2 separate regions of the Macaca mulatta genome follow, and region 1 is linked to region 2. A link is a contact called in public Hi-C data. All regions are on one chromosome and are shown on one strand. The core of a region is the stretch at or near the end of the contact, and the rest is flanking DNA. Distances in the headings are between cores, read along the strand shown.

The links. Hi-C and Micro-C count contacts between places; a contact is called where the count stands out from the background.
Region 1: a contact with region 2 is called in a Hi-C map of fetal cortical plate, with 1.9 times the contacts expected there. The contact joins the promoter of YIPF1 here to the promoter of LRRC42 in region 2. A contact is called at or near these places in 2 of 14 Hi-C or Micro-C datasets (CD4 T cells and fetal cortical plate).

The regions. Positions count from the first base shown.
Region 1 is chr1:186,722,271-186,730,001 of T2T-MMU8v2.0, forward strand. It overlaps YIPF1 (Yip1 domain family member 1), which reads left to right and starts at 3,474. Exons shown (of 11, transcript XR_013401805.1): 1 at 3,474-3,563; 2 at 4,301-4,372.
Region 2 is chr1:186,661,958-186,668,957 of T2T-MMU8v2.0, forward strand. LRRC42 (leucine rich repeat containing 42) reads right to left here and starts at 4,953. Exons shown (of 8, transcript XM_001113152.5): 1 at 4,466-4,953. It also overlaps a transcript of IFT25 not described here.

The DNA of each region.
Region 1 (7,731 bases), core at 2,224-4,723, 59 kb after region 2:
TCAGAGTTGGAAAGTGTTTTAAAACACAACCAAGACTTTGTTTTGTTTTGTTTTGTTTTTAATAATTGAGAGGGGGTTTCCTTGTTCTGTCACCAGGCTGGAGGGCAGTGGTGTGATCATAGCTCACTGCAGCCTCAAACTACTGGGCTCAAGCCATCCTCTCACCTCAGCAAGGGTAGTTAGGACTACAGGTGTGCCACCCAAACCCAGCAAATTTTGTGACTATTATAGTGTCTCCTTATGTTGTCCAGGCTGGTCTTAAACTCCTGACCTCAAACAATACTTCCTTGGCCTCTCAAAATGCTGGGATTATGCGAATAAGCCACCATGCCCAGCCCCCAACTTCTTAAAGTAATCAGGGCCGATTTTCCCTACCATGTGCCACATTTATTTATTTATGAGACAGAGTCTCGCTCTGTTGTCCAGGCTGGAGTGTAGTGGCACAATCTCGGTTCACTGCAACCTCTGCCTCCCAGGTTCAAGCAATTCTCCTGCTTCAGCCTCCTGAGTAGCTGGGATTACAAGCGTGTGCCACCACACCCAGCTAATTTTTGTGTTTTCGGTAGAGATGGGTTTCGCCATGTTGGCCAGCTGGTCTCGAATTCCTGACCTCAGGTGATCCGCCCACCTTGGCCTCTGAAAGTGCTGGGATTACAGGCGTGAGCCACCGTGCCACTCTTTTCTTTACCTGCTGGTGCAGTGGTATGAGAAGCCAAAAATGCTTAAGTGGCAGTTACAGCTTCCAATTCAGCGGAACTGTAACTGGAGTGGAAGTGTTCTCTCTCTTCCTTCCCTACTTCCCTGGGACCAGGATCTCCAACCAAGCAGAACTTGTGAGGCAGGAGGCACACATTCTATGTGTGTAGGTTTCACTGAAAGTGCTAGTAAGAAGTGCTACCCCTTGGTTTGCAAATCTATAGGTATTTAGAACAAAGTACCATTATAAATAATTGATAAACCATTGGTTTAGTGTATGTACTCCGTGCTGGAAGACAATGCCTCAATCTCCTGAGTGTTTTCCCCAACCTGGAGCCCTAACTGTGCCTTTAACAAGCCATTCCACCATCCTATTAGGCCACCTACTGTTGGATGACTGAGTCACATGGTAAGACCAGTGGGTAAGACCCATGGTTTTGTGTCACTATTGCATGTTCTTTACAATTAAATTGGTCCCTTAGTCCAAAGCAATGTTGTGCAGGTAATCATCACAGGATCTCTAAGCAAGAGGACTTTGCTTTCCTCTAACAAGGGGGAAGGGACTACTTCTGCCACCACCACCTTTCTCTTGAAAGATTCAAGAGAAACTGGAAACGAGGGATGGTCAAGTCTTAGGCTTTCCCACCCAAATATCCTCATCCCAGTTCTCAGGTTCCCATTCATTTTCTGACAATGCCCCAGCTTTGATGGAGGAGACCTACAGAGGCTGTGCATTCAGTCTTCGTTGAAACTTTGCCACCCTTACAATTAGATCTTGGGCCTGATTTTCAGTCCAGTCTTTCTCAAGGCTATAGAAGAATAAGAATCTTCAAAACTTCCATAGAGGCTCTCTAGCTTTCACAAAGTGCCTCAAGTTGACAGTTGGCTGTTCTAACTCTGCCATTTTATTTTCAAAGTTTCCAATGGAGTTAAGAAAACCCAGTTAATTCCATAGTCCTTATAATTACCATTGTCCTCTTAATGTTCCAGTGCCACAGCCACTAGCTAACTTAGCACCTTATCTTCTACTTGCACCTTATCCCAATCAACTGTAGACAGACACCTTAGTAATTGTGATGCCATTCTATTCTAAGTGTTATCATACCACCACCACCACCCTCCTTCCCTCTGCCCTTAACACCAGCAATATATTTGTTGTTGCCATGTGACTGGTGAGCCGTTCAGTTGCAAAATGCCAACCTAAGGTTTTATTTTCTGGGGCCACTTTTGGTACCAACATGCCTTCATATTGGTTCCTCATATGAGTAGTTTATTGGCAAGTATGAATCCAAGGACCAGGAGTGAAGGACAGGGATTATAAATCAGGGAAGGAAGGAGACCTATTGTGAATATGCATTATCAAATGCGTCACTTCCAAAGGCATTTGGTTGCTTAATCCTGCTAGGTAGTTTGAAAGCTATATGAAAAGGCGCCTGAGGGGAAAAACAGGAAAAGCATATATTCATCAATTGTTGACCCCATTGGTCAGAGATTTGCCTCGTGAGAGATTAACAACTCTCTACCTCTACACTTCTGGGATGCACCTGTCTGGGTGCTGAGTAGTTCCAGCAAGGTCCCATGACCTCATAGCATCAAGAAACAAGCCTTGAAGCAGAAGGTGAGAAGCCTGAGGCATAGACTGGAGGCAAAACTCAGTCAGGTTATATCTGCTGACGCTGGAATAAGATGAGTGGCGGTGAAATAAGCAGCAGGCCAGGCCAAGATGATCTGAAATGGGACATAAGAGGTGGCTGATATACTAGCACAGCTGAATTCATGAACTGAGATTCATTCCTGGTACATATTCAACCAAAAGTGCCCTGCGCATGCTCTAAACCTCAGCTTTCTCTTTGTAAAATGAGGATCACCCTAAGATAGCAGGATTATTCTGATAATTAGAGATCCTGCATGTACAAAGCCTGATCATGATAATCTTGAGGAAAAAAAATACACTATATATGGCTACTATTAGACGTAAAGTCAGGCCGGGCGCGGTGGCTCAAGCCTGTAATCCCAGCACTTTGGGAGGCCGAGACGGGCGGATCATGAGGTCAGGAGATCGAGACCATCCTGGCTAACAAGGTGAAACCCCATCTCTACTAAAAATACAAAAAATTAGCCGGGCGTGGTGGCAGGCGCCTGTAGTCCCAGCTACTCGGGAGGCTGAGGCAGGAGAATGGCGTGAACCCGGGAGCTGGAGCTTGCAGTGAGCTGAGATCCGGCCACTGCACTCCAGCCTGAGCCACAGAGCCAGACTCGGTCTCAAACAAACAAACAAACAAACAAAAAAAAGACGTAAAGTCTTTCCGATTGCTCGCTTACTTGGGGTGTTCATATGAACAGACATCACGCTTTCGATCACTCATTCAGAATGTAATTGACTCATGCAACTTCTCACTGGTGAAATTTTTATGGCCAAAAGAAACTGAGGGACTGGTAACGCAGGTGACTTATTTTTTTTCTTTCACAGTCGTCTTCCATTACCCGATTTTATATTTCCATAGCAAAAGAGGTATAAACACACAGTAAGAAAACCCTAAACTCGAGAATTTTCTGCGTTCCCTGGAGCAAGGCCAGCCAAAGTAGTCACACTCAGCGACCCCACCACTCCGCCCTCGCCTGTCTCTTTAAGAACTCGAGACTCACCCTCGGGAGAAGGGAGAGAGGGAGCGGGCTCTGAGCGCCGCAGCACGCAGGTGTCTCTGGGAGCTGCTGCCTCTTTAAGGAGGCGGGGCTCTTCCCGGAGGAGGCGGGGAAGTTCCACCCCCCGGATCTCCGGCTTCCGGCAACTGGGCTGGACCGAAACCGGCGCGGAGCAACTGAGCCCCGAGGTTTCCCGGGACCCGGGGGACGCCTAGCCCCGCGAGGTGAGGCGGCCGGGTTTGCGGGACCAGTACGGGGCTAAGGGGGCTCAGGATCTCCTGCTCGCCGGGGCCGCCGTAGCCCAGCTTCTCTCCCTGAAACACTGCCTCTGCTTCGCGGTGTCCCGGGCTGCAGGGTCCCCGACACCCCATTGCCTACTAATTGCCTGACTCCGCGCTAGGCACCTTACACGCACTGTCCCATTTAATGACCCCCGCACTGTGTGACTAGGTACCATTATGCACCCATTTTACAGATGAGGAAACTGAGGCCGCGGGGAGCGCGCACACAGCAGAGAAGCAGCAGAATCGGGAATCAAACCCAGCTCTGTCTGACCCCAGAGCCTGTGCCCTTAACCACTGGCTAGGCTGAACTGCCTTTGTTCTTCACTGTCCCCATCATCTCTTTCAAACCTCAGCCTCATCCTTTCTCATCGTTACATCTCTAGGCTGCACCTGGTCTCTAAACATTTACACAGTGAGTTGAGATTCATTCCTGGTACATACACAACCAAATAAGGTTGAATTGGAACCTTTGGACCCCCGGGGTTAGTTTCTTTGTAACAATTTTAATATTTAATAATACCTGACGCTTAGTGGTTATCTTTATATAAACCTATTAAACCCCACTGAAAAGGGAGGCAAGGTAAAGTGATAACATTTCTAATACTGAAATAAGATTTGTTTGCAGATACTTTATACTGTTATCCTATTACGTTTACCTGTTTTTTTTTTTCTTTTAGACCCCTGCAAATTTTCTTCCTCACAACTGGGAGAAGATTCACTGGCCGAATGGCAGCAGTAGATGACTTGCAATTTGAAGGTATATCAGTTGGGTGCCCACCTTTACATTCATGATTACTATTTCCACAGTTACAGCAAGTACTTTCATTGCTATACTGCCTCACACATTGAAGGATATTATTTCAAACATCTTTGGGGCTGTTGGCCACATCCAGGTATTTTCCGTTTGTCCACACCAGCTGTTTTTGTTTTTTTGCCAGATAATCCTTCAGATTGGTAACAAGTATCATAAATTTAGTACAGTGATTACAGAAAATGTTTATACAGTTCCTGCTTTAGTTCAGAAAACATTTATTGAGCACTTACTTTGTGCTTAGAACCGTACTAGATACTGGAGATAAAAAGATGAAGAAGTTTATCCACTGGTGGAGTAGATAAAAATGTAAAAAGATCATTAGGATGAAATGTGATCAGATCATTCCCTCATTGAATCAGTAAATATCTCCTGATTGTGACCAGGAATCGGGCAATTGTTCTAGTTATCAGAGATAGAAGAGTGAACAAAGTAGTCAGTTTCCTTCTTTGTGAAGCTCTCAGTCTAGTGAGGGGGACATTTATTTATTAAATGATCATTTAAATATATACCTACAAACTATGAAAGTGCTAGAGGAAAAGTTCAAGGAGATATTAGAACTCATAACCCAGAGCCTGACTTAGGCTGGGTATTGATGAACACTCTGTTTGTTTGTTTGTTTTGACGGAGTCTCGCTCTGTCACCCAGGTTGGAGTGCAGTGGCGTGATCTCGGCTCCCTGCAACCTCTGCCTCCCGGGTTCAAATGATTCTTCTGCCTCAGCCTTCTGAGTAGCTGGGACTACAGGTGCCCGCCACCACACCCGGCTAATTTTTGTATTTTTAGTAGAGACAGGGCTTCACCATATTGCCCAGGCTGGTCTCGAACTCCTGACTTTGTGATCCACCTGCCTTGGCCTCCCAAAGTGCTGGGATTACAGGCGTGAGCCACCACACCTGGCCCACTTACTTGTTTTATTAACACCTTACCTAACACTTACTATATGTCAGGCACTGTTCTAAATGCTTTACAGATAACTCAATCCTTATATCAACTTTATGAAATAGTTACTTTATTCCCGTTTTATTAATGAGGAGACTGAGGCACAGAAAAATAATTTGCCTAATAGTCACACAGTTAGTAAGGGATAAAATCAGGATTTGAACCCATCCAGTCTGGTGTCACAGCTTATGCTGTCTCTGTTATCTAAGGAAGAGATACATGGTTTCAAAATAAATCTATTTCATTTGCAAGTACTAGAAATCCACCTCAATTTGAAAATACTGTCAACTCTGTCTTCAAAATTAATCTAGCATCTGACCACCTCCACCACTACTCTCACCATGCTGAAGGTCACTGTCACCTTTTGTCTGAATTATAGCCCTTACCTTCCTTCTGGTCTTTCTGCTTCCTCCCTTACCCCTCTACAGTCTGTACTTTGCAGCCAGAGTAGTCCTTCTAAAACTCAACCAGATCATGTCATTCTTTCAGAACCTTCCAGTAGCTCCCATCTCACTAGAAGAAAAAGCCAGGCAGTGTGCAGTGGCTCACACCTGTAATCCCAGCACTTTGGAAGGCTGAGGAGGGCAGATCACCTGAGGTCAGGAGTTCAAGACCAGCCTGGCCAACATGGTGAAACCCTGTCTTTACTAAAAATACAGAAATTAGCTGGGCTTGGTGGTGCACACCTGTAGTCCCAACTACTCTGGAGGCGGAGGCAGGAGAATTGCCCAAACCCAGAGGTTGCAGTGAACCGAGATTGCACCACTGCGCTCCAGCCTGGGTGACAGAGCGAGACTCCATCTCAAACACAAACAAACAAACAAACAAAACCCGAAAAAGCCAGAGCCTTTACTGTGGCTTAGGAGGCCCCTACAGGATGCAGCCTCCATGCCTCTTATTTCATCTCCTACTGCTCTCATCCTTTCTCTCTCTGCCCAAACCGCATGGGCTGTCGTAGTTCTTCCTATGCACCAAGTACATTCACAGCTTGGGACATTTGTGCCATCTTTCTGTGTGGGACATTCTCCCTTCAGATAGCCTTATGACTTGCTCCCTTGCTCTGTTCGAATCTCTTCTCATTAGAGAGGCCCTCCTCAGCCATCCTGTCAGGAGTGCAGTGCAAGAAAGTTCAAGCATAGCCATTGGCCCTTGCAAAAGTCCCTGTGGAGTGAGGAAGTTTAATTTTTTTCCTGAAGGATTGGGAGAACGCCTGTGTTCAGATCACGGATGGTGGGGGAAGCTGACACAAGGTGATGCTTAGGAGGAGGCAGGTGACAAATCACCTAGGGCTTTATCAACTGTGTTACGGACTTGGGTCTTTAGAAAAGCACACGGGATGCTGGGGGTGGGGTGGGAGGGGTGGGTCATGGAAGGCTTCTCTGGTGGGGAACGGTAGTGTTGGATGAAAAAGTGGAGGTCAGAAGCCTTCAGGTGAGAGACATTGTTTCAGGAAAGGAGCAGAGGCCAAAACTAGCTTAGGATATGCCAGGATGTAAAAGCAGAGAATGTTGGTGGCAGAAATAAGACACATACCAGTTTTATGCTCAAGGAGCTGAGATGGACAAGAATAACCAACACAGAGTGGACTGTGAAGAGTTGTCACGTTAGGGGTGCACGCAACCCACACTCCAGTCAAACTATGCCGTCACTGTCCCTCCATCGTGGGGCACACTTTCCATCTTCTGGGTCTTGCTCATGCCCTTCCCTTTGCATGGGATGCCATCCCCAGCGCCTCTGGCCATCCTTCTCATCCGGTATCGTCTCCAAGAAACCTTTCCTGATCCCAACAACTAGAGGAGTTACTGTCCTCCTTGGAGCCTTTTTACCCTTTATATTTGTAAAGTGGTACTGTCTGTTCCTCCTTTTGGCATTCCTTTCCCCTGGTAAACTACTGCTTTTGAAAAATTTTTTAATTTTCGTGGGTACGTAGTAGGTGTATATACTTACAGGGTGCACTCATGTATTTTGATACAGGCATGTAATGTGTAGTAATCACATCAGGGTAAACAGGGTGTCCATCACTTCAAGCATTTATCCTTTGTATTACGAACAATCCAATTATACTCTTCTTCTTCTTTTTTTTTTTTTTTTTTTTTTTTGAGACCGAGTCTTGCTCTGTCACCCAGGCTGGAGTGCAGTGACACGATCTTGGCTCATTGCATCCTTCACCTCCCAGTTTAAGTGATTCTCATGCCTCAACCTCCTGAGTAGCTGGGATTACAGGTGCCCACCACCATGCCTGGCTAATTTTTATGTTTTTAGTAGAGATGGGGTTTTACCATGTTGGCCAGGCTGATCTCGAACTCCTGACCTCAAGTGATCTGCTCGCCTCAGCCTCCCAAAGTGCTGGGATTAT
Region 2 (7,000 bases), core at 3,703-6,202:
CATCTTACAGTCCCTGAGCAGATAGTGTGCAACCAACGTTTACTCATTTGCTAAATTTTACAAAGCCCAAAAGTAACAGGATTTTTTTTTAATCTAGAAATAAACACCTCCACTACAAGAGCTACATAAAAGCTATTCTAGCCTTTGGACACTTCGTATCTATTAAAGTTCTATTAGGGCAGTTTTAACATAAAAAAGTCAAACAGTTGGGCATTTCTGCAGTCATGTGGGTAATATTATGTGCCCAAGAACTGGAATACTTGTTTTCCTCCTGAGTAACCGTGAGATTTCAAAATACATGAAAAAGTGCTATGTTAAATAAAATGAAGGTATTTATTTGATGATCATTTCTACAATTTAAAGGGAGAAGAGAGGTAGAATATCATACAGGCCTGATAATATCCCTAAAAGAATATGATTGAGTTTTAGAGTGAACCAACTCAGCTTCTTCTGCATCAATGTGGGGCCACAATGTGGCCCTGAAGCCACTTACGAGTGTCAGCCACATTTAAGTCCGTGATCAAAAATGCTGAGTCTCTGGAGATGAAATAATGGTCCTGTGTGTGGGAATCAGTACTATCCATGTTTCTCTCAAGGATAATTATGTGTATAAAAGCACGAGAGAAGAGTATTCTGCCTAGCTCTAGAGCCTCACTCTTTCCTGCTCATCTCCTTATGTCCTACAATCTTTGGCCCTGTCATACTACCCAGGTAAACTGGCCATGCTCTCATGTCCCACTGGCCATTGCCCGTTCTGTTCCCTTTGGCTGGAACATCCTGCTCTGCCTCCCTGACCTAGCTAATTCCTACTCATCATTAACATCGTTCCTCTTCTGGGAAACCTTCCCTAACCCCTGCACCAGTATGTGCCTGTCTGGTTTTCCCAGAGCACCTAGTCTCTCCTACATAGCACTTAGCACCATGTACTATGTCTGTTCACTTGTTAATGTACCCAGAGTGGTGAGCTTTTTGAAGGCAAGGTACTTATTTGATTCATCTATCTTTCCCAGGCCTGACATAGTGCCTAGCACTAAGTAAGCCCTCAAAAGATATTTGCTGAACTGTATGAAAGGAAGGGTAAGACCTCAAAGGACAAACTTAGTGCTCTCAGTTGCAGGGCCTGCTGATACTGTTGCTAGGAGCCAGCTCCTTTTCCAGGCAACAGCTGCAGGCTCCTCCCCCACTTGCCAGACCATTCTGCAGGTGGCAAAGGCAAAGCAGACGATGGGAGTATATTGCTACTGGTACTACAAGGGGTGGGAGACAACTAAACTAAAAAACAAGGGGAAAAAAATTCTGTCACAGTGCTAGCTCTTACAACCCATACTTTTCTCTTGCCAGCATTTACAGCGCCTGCTGCTAAGGAGATGCCTCATTTATTCTGAGCTCTTCTTCCAGTAGGGGTGAGCATCTGGACCCTCCAACCTTGCAGACCTTAATTTTGACTGAGGAAGTAAAGCAGATGTCCTTTGGTTTTTTATCCCTGTCATTTAACATTCAGAGCTCTACTCTACCTGTAGATCAGAAAGCAGATGCTAGGTATGGCCCTAAAAAGGACTGACGTGATTTTAACAACAGAAAGACAAATTCTATGGAAGATACCCTATTATAGTGGATGAATACACTGTGAACTCCCTGAGCAATGAAACAGGGTCTGCCCATCTGTATTGCCCCCAACCCTCACCCCTAATAGTGTCTTCCACAAATACTGTTGTAAAATGGACAAATGGATGGATGGCTGGGTGGGTGGGTGACCACTTCAGATGAAAATCAGAAGTCTGATTCCATCCAGCAGAGGGCACAAGCAGCTTGGGACTAGAGTAAGGACCCTAATCTGGGCTCCTCAAAATCTGGGATGCTTTGGCTTCCAGGGATCATTTTCAAGAAAAGGGAACGGTTCTGGTTTTTTGTTTGTTTTTCTTTAGATTACCCATCAAATACCATTTCTCTTTCTAAATGAGGAAAAAATAAATACAATTTTTTCCTGGAGAGTAAACCCACATCATTTGTCCAGAAGCCACTGGAGGAATTGACTTTGGTTCAGGAATCCTGGTGTCCTTTAATTTCTACTACTAAATCAGCACGTCCTGCATTCTCCCAAAAAGGAGCTTCCTGAGAGTCTATGAGGTACTATAACATGATCTGAGGTACTATAACATGATCTAAGCATTAAATTAACATTTGAACCCTTCAAGGCTAAGGACCAGAAAGGCAAGAGAATTCTACATAAAACTTCTCTACTTGGGTTTATTTGACCCTCGCTAATGTACAGGATGGTGTACAGGGTGGTGTATTACAAATGGACCTGTTCTAAACCATGGTGAAAACCCCATCCAAATTGAAAAATTAAAATACTTAGTCACTACAATAATAACAATGTCCAATGTAGATCGTAGTAGCTGTATTATATATTGGATCAAGAGTAACAGCGACATTTTGATAGTCTCCCAGCCTGCTACAGTAAGGCAGCTTTGTAACCCATACGACAGCATAGAAAAATATTATAATCATGTATGTTCTAGCATTTGGTCACCACAAGAGAGCCAAAGTTACCACGAAGTGTACCATTTCATCAAATGAATGAAACATAGCTGTATTACATTAAAAACTCAGTTCTATACAGCTTTCTTGAAAAAGGCCAGATAAAATTATTGATACTACACATGACAGTTTTTTAGACCTTGAATCCAGTTTTCCAAGCAAAAAGCATGACTATCCCAGTCAGGTGAACTGGGGTTATCAGGGAGCCCACAGGGTAAAATTATGAGCTGAATTTACAGCTAATTTGAAGAGAAGAAGAAAATACCTAACTTCAGAAGATAAAGTAAGATAAAAATCCCCTAAGAATAGTAAGTTGTAGGAATAACTATGATGTTTAACGATACTGGATGATGGCTACCATTTATTAAGCACCTACCAGTTGCCAAGCACTGTTAGGTACTATATAAAGTGATCTCATGTAATCTCTAATGAACCTATGAGGTCAGTATTGCCTTTTAATAGACAAAGAGACCCACGGAAGTAAAATAACTTACTCTAGAACAGAGCTAGTAAGTGGCAGAGCCAGAATTCAATCTCAGGGTCGCATTACTGCAAAGCTCAAGCTCTTTCCTTGGCATGATGCTGTTTCTCAAGACTAAAAATATGACATCAGCCTTAAGGATAGAAAAAAAAAAATGTGAAAAATTAATCTCACCCACCTGTTTGATCCCTCTAGTATTCACTGGTTGAAGCCTGAGGGGAGGGGGAAGGGATAAGATTGAAAAAAAAAAAAAACGAAAACCGGTGCACATCTAGGGAAAGAGCTGGTGGGAACAGAGCCAAGACAGTTACAACGAGGCCTCCCTTCTTCCCTCTGCCAGGCCCAAAATGAGCTACATCTATATACCAGGAGAACATCTGCCAGCCCATGGCCTTCATCCCAAGGCTGCCCACACTTAGTTTATCTGAAAATGCAGTATTCTTGGGAAAATTTCTAAATAAAAACCTGAACAGAAACTAAACTGTGGGTAGTTCTAAACCAGCAATAACCAACAATCCACCTTCATTGTTCTGTGTGTCCCCATTCTTCAATTTTCAACTTTCCTCACTACTTTTTTCCTATAATATGCACTTTACTGCCTTCTCATCCATACCTTTTCCTCTCTCAGGCTCCCTACTGCCCCCCAAGAACATGCCAATCTCTCCCACAATGTGACTCTTAACAACTCTAGCGCTTCTCACACCAAAAATCCTAACCCCACTCCCTTCGCTCACCTCAGCTCCCCTGCCCGCCTCAAGCCTCAGACCCTTCCAGCCCTTCCGTGCTCCTGCTGAAAGGTGGCTTGCTTGTTCCACAGACCCAACCCTTCCAACCTCCAATCTCCCAACCTCCACCTGCCTCCCTTTCTTTCCCCAACTCCTCCACCCCCACTCCTTCCCTCCACCATCTATTCTTCCCGTCTTCCCACTCTAGGGGCTTCCCTCTCCTAGGCCCCCAATCTCTCCAACCCTTTCCTTGCCTTCTGTTCTCAATCTTCAAGACCTTCTTCCTTCACGCCTATCCCTAACTTGGCATTCCACACCCCCAACTTTTCTTCCCTGTCCCCAAGACCCCACCCTCTCTATTCCTATCCTAGCTCTTTTCCTCCTTGAACCCCTAAAATCCCATTTCCTTTCCCCATTCCTTCTTCCCGCTCTCTCCCCACGCGTGCCTCTCCCCGAGTCCACCCAGGCTAATCCTGCTCCCTATCCCACCCCGGCCCCGAACCCCAATTCTCACACGTCCCCATAGCCTGCCCCCGCACCCCTACGCCACCCTTAAATCCATCGTCCACACCCATATACCTCATCCTCCCCTCAACCCGCGCCCCGCCGTCCCTCTCGGGCTTCCCCTCCCCCACCCCGCCGCTCCCTAACACCCCGCCCCCGCTCCCACACGCAACCCGGGGCCCCGCGAGCGGCCCGGCCCGCGGCCGCCACCTACCTGTGCCCCTGCCCGGGGCAGCGAGCGGCAGCTCCTCTGTGGCGGCTCCCTCCTCCCGCGGCGCGGCTGACGGGGAACGGCTCAGCACCCCGGGCACAAAGCTAGGGAGGGTGGGACACAGCGAGGGTGGGAGGAGGGAGAGGGCTGGGGGCAACCAGGCGCTGTGGGACCGCGGGACCGGCGGGGACGGGGGAAAGGCTGGGCCGGGGAGGCGCGCGTGCGCGGGCCCCGGCACGAAGGCGGGGCCGGGTCTAGAGGCGGGGCCGGGCCCCAGGCAGGCGACCCGAGGGCCGAGGGTTTGGAACTAGCAGAGGTGGGCCCTGCGCGTGCGTGCTCGCGGGAGGGCGGATCCCCTGGGTCCTGCGGGCCCCAGGGATACAGCTGAGCTGGGGGAGGGTAGGCAGCGCAAGTCCTGGGACTGCCCTGGGAAAGGCGCTCGGGAGTGGTTGCGCATCTTGGCCCGCGAAGTAATGGGAGCTGGAGAAGGCGGGGTCAAGGGCGGGCGGGGCCTGTGGGAGGCGTGGCGCGAAGAGCTAGGGGTAGGAGGGGCCGAGGCCGCGGCGAGGGGGCGGGGCTGAGGCGGGGTGGGGCCTGTGGGAGGCGTGGCGCGAAGAGCTCGGGGTAGGAGCGAGCGCGCCCGGGAACTCTGCGGAGGCCGCGGCGGCGCGGGGGGCGCGGCTGAGGGCAGGGCGGGCCTGTCGGAGTCGTGGCGCGAAGAGCTCGGGGTAGGAGCGCGCGCCCGGGAACTCCGCTGTGGTCGCGGCGAGGGGGCGGGGCTGAGGGTGAGACGGGGCTTGTGGGAGGCGTGGCGCGAAGATTTCGGAGTTGGAGCGCGCGCAGTCCCGAACTCCGCTGAGGCTGCGGCGAGGAGGCGGGGCTGTGGGTTGGGGCGCTCTGCGTGGGGCGGGGCGAAAGGGAGGTTTCGAGCCAGGAAGGTACGGCGCCCAGAACTAAGGGGAGTCCCAGGCGAGCGGGCCGCGGGGTGGGCAGGCTGGTACCAGGGGGTGTGGGGGCCTGGCCGGGCAAGGCAGAAGGAAGGGGATGCTGGTGGGAAGGGAGCAACAGTGGAGGGTGGTGAAAAGACGAGCAACGGGAGGCGTGGAAGGGCCGTCGCGGGAGGTCTGACGCGGACCCGCCTTCTCCTCTAGACCCTGGAGGCGCCAGTGCCAGGCCTCGAAGCTCTTTGAGGCCAGAAATAGCGTCTTGACCACCAAAAGGGAAAACCAATTGTAAATCGAAATTAATTAGCCTACCAAAATGTAAGCTGTCAGCCGCAACGTAAGCCATCTAGCTATGAATTGTACTTAAGGTCGGGGGCATTTATTATATTCTTTACATACTTTGGGGCGAGGCCTCCACAAGTCTGAGGCTCTAGGGCCCTCGGAAGTCTGTCTCCACAGGGCCTGGGACTGAGGAGGAGGGTTTGGGATGGAGGTGAGAAGGTGGTGCCAGGGCTGGTTTGTCTTGGAAGCGGTGGCCTTGTCCCCGCGGAGACAAGCCGTAGGCCAGGTCCGCGTTTTCTAAAGTACACCACGTTCCCAATGGATGGTACTTGAAAGAGCATGAGGAGTCCAGCTGTAGCACCAGAACCAAGGGGGCTGGTCAGGTTGAAGGTCCTCTAAGGACTTGACCTGAAGAGGTTTGGAGAAAGAAGGACCACAAAGGGCATGTGAGCTAGCGATGAAGGGGTGAACTGGGGACGAAACCAGTGGCCCTAATTTGAAAGACAGGATAAAGCATCAGGGAATTCCAGGGTCAGGGATTGTAAAAAATGGAAAGGATAGCACCCCAGAGTGTACCACCTTTGGTAAACTGCGGCCCTGAGGAAATTACCTTGTTCTGAAGGGGTGGGGGATTAGACTACCTCCCAAACCTGCACTTTTGTTTTGTTTTTTGGAGACATCATCGCTCTGTAGCCCATGCTGGAGTGCAGTGGCGCGATCTCACCTCACTGAGCCTCCGCCTCTTGGGTTCAGGCGAGTCTCCTGCCTCAACCTCTGGATTAGCTGGGATTACCGGCGCCCGCCACCACACCCGGCTAATTTTTATATTTTTAGTAGGGACGAGGTTTCACCATGTTGGTCAGGCTCGTCTTGAACTGCTGGCCTCAAGTGATCCGCCTGCCTGGGCCTCCCAAATGCTGGGATTACAGGCGCCTGCCAACAGGTCCGGCTAATTTTTGTAGTTTTAGTAGAGGGGATTTCGAGGTTTCACCATGTTGCCCAGGCTGGTCTTGAACTTGTGAGCTCAAGCTGTCCGCCCATCTCGGCCTCTCAAAGTGTCAGGATTACAGGCGTGAGTCACTGGCGTCATTGTATGTATTTCTCTAAGGTTGGTTGTCTCTTGTCATTAACTGCAACAAAAGATAAAGAAAACCCAGTCTCTGCCATTTCTACTTAAGTAATTCTACCCAAAACAGGAAATAGGGAGGATAATGTTGAATATAGAAGGTGTGAAATGAGTTTTGCATTAAAGCATGTGTTTGCTTCTCAGAAAACTTAAGAATGTGAGGTAAGAAAAGAACTGAACACTTGG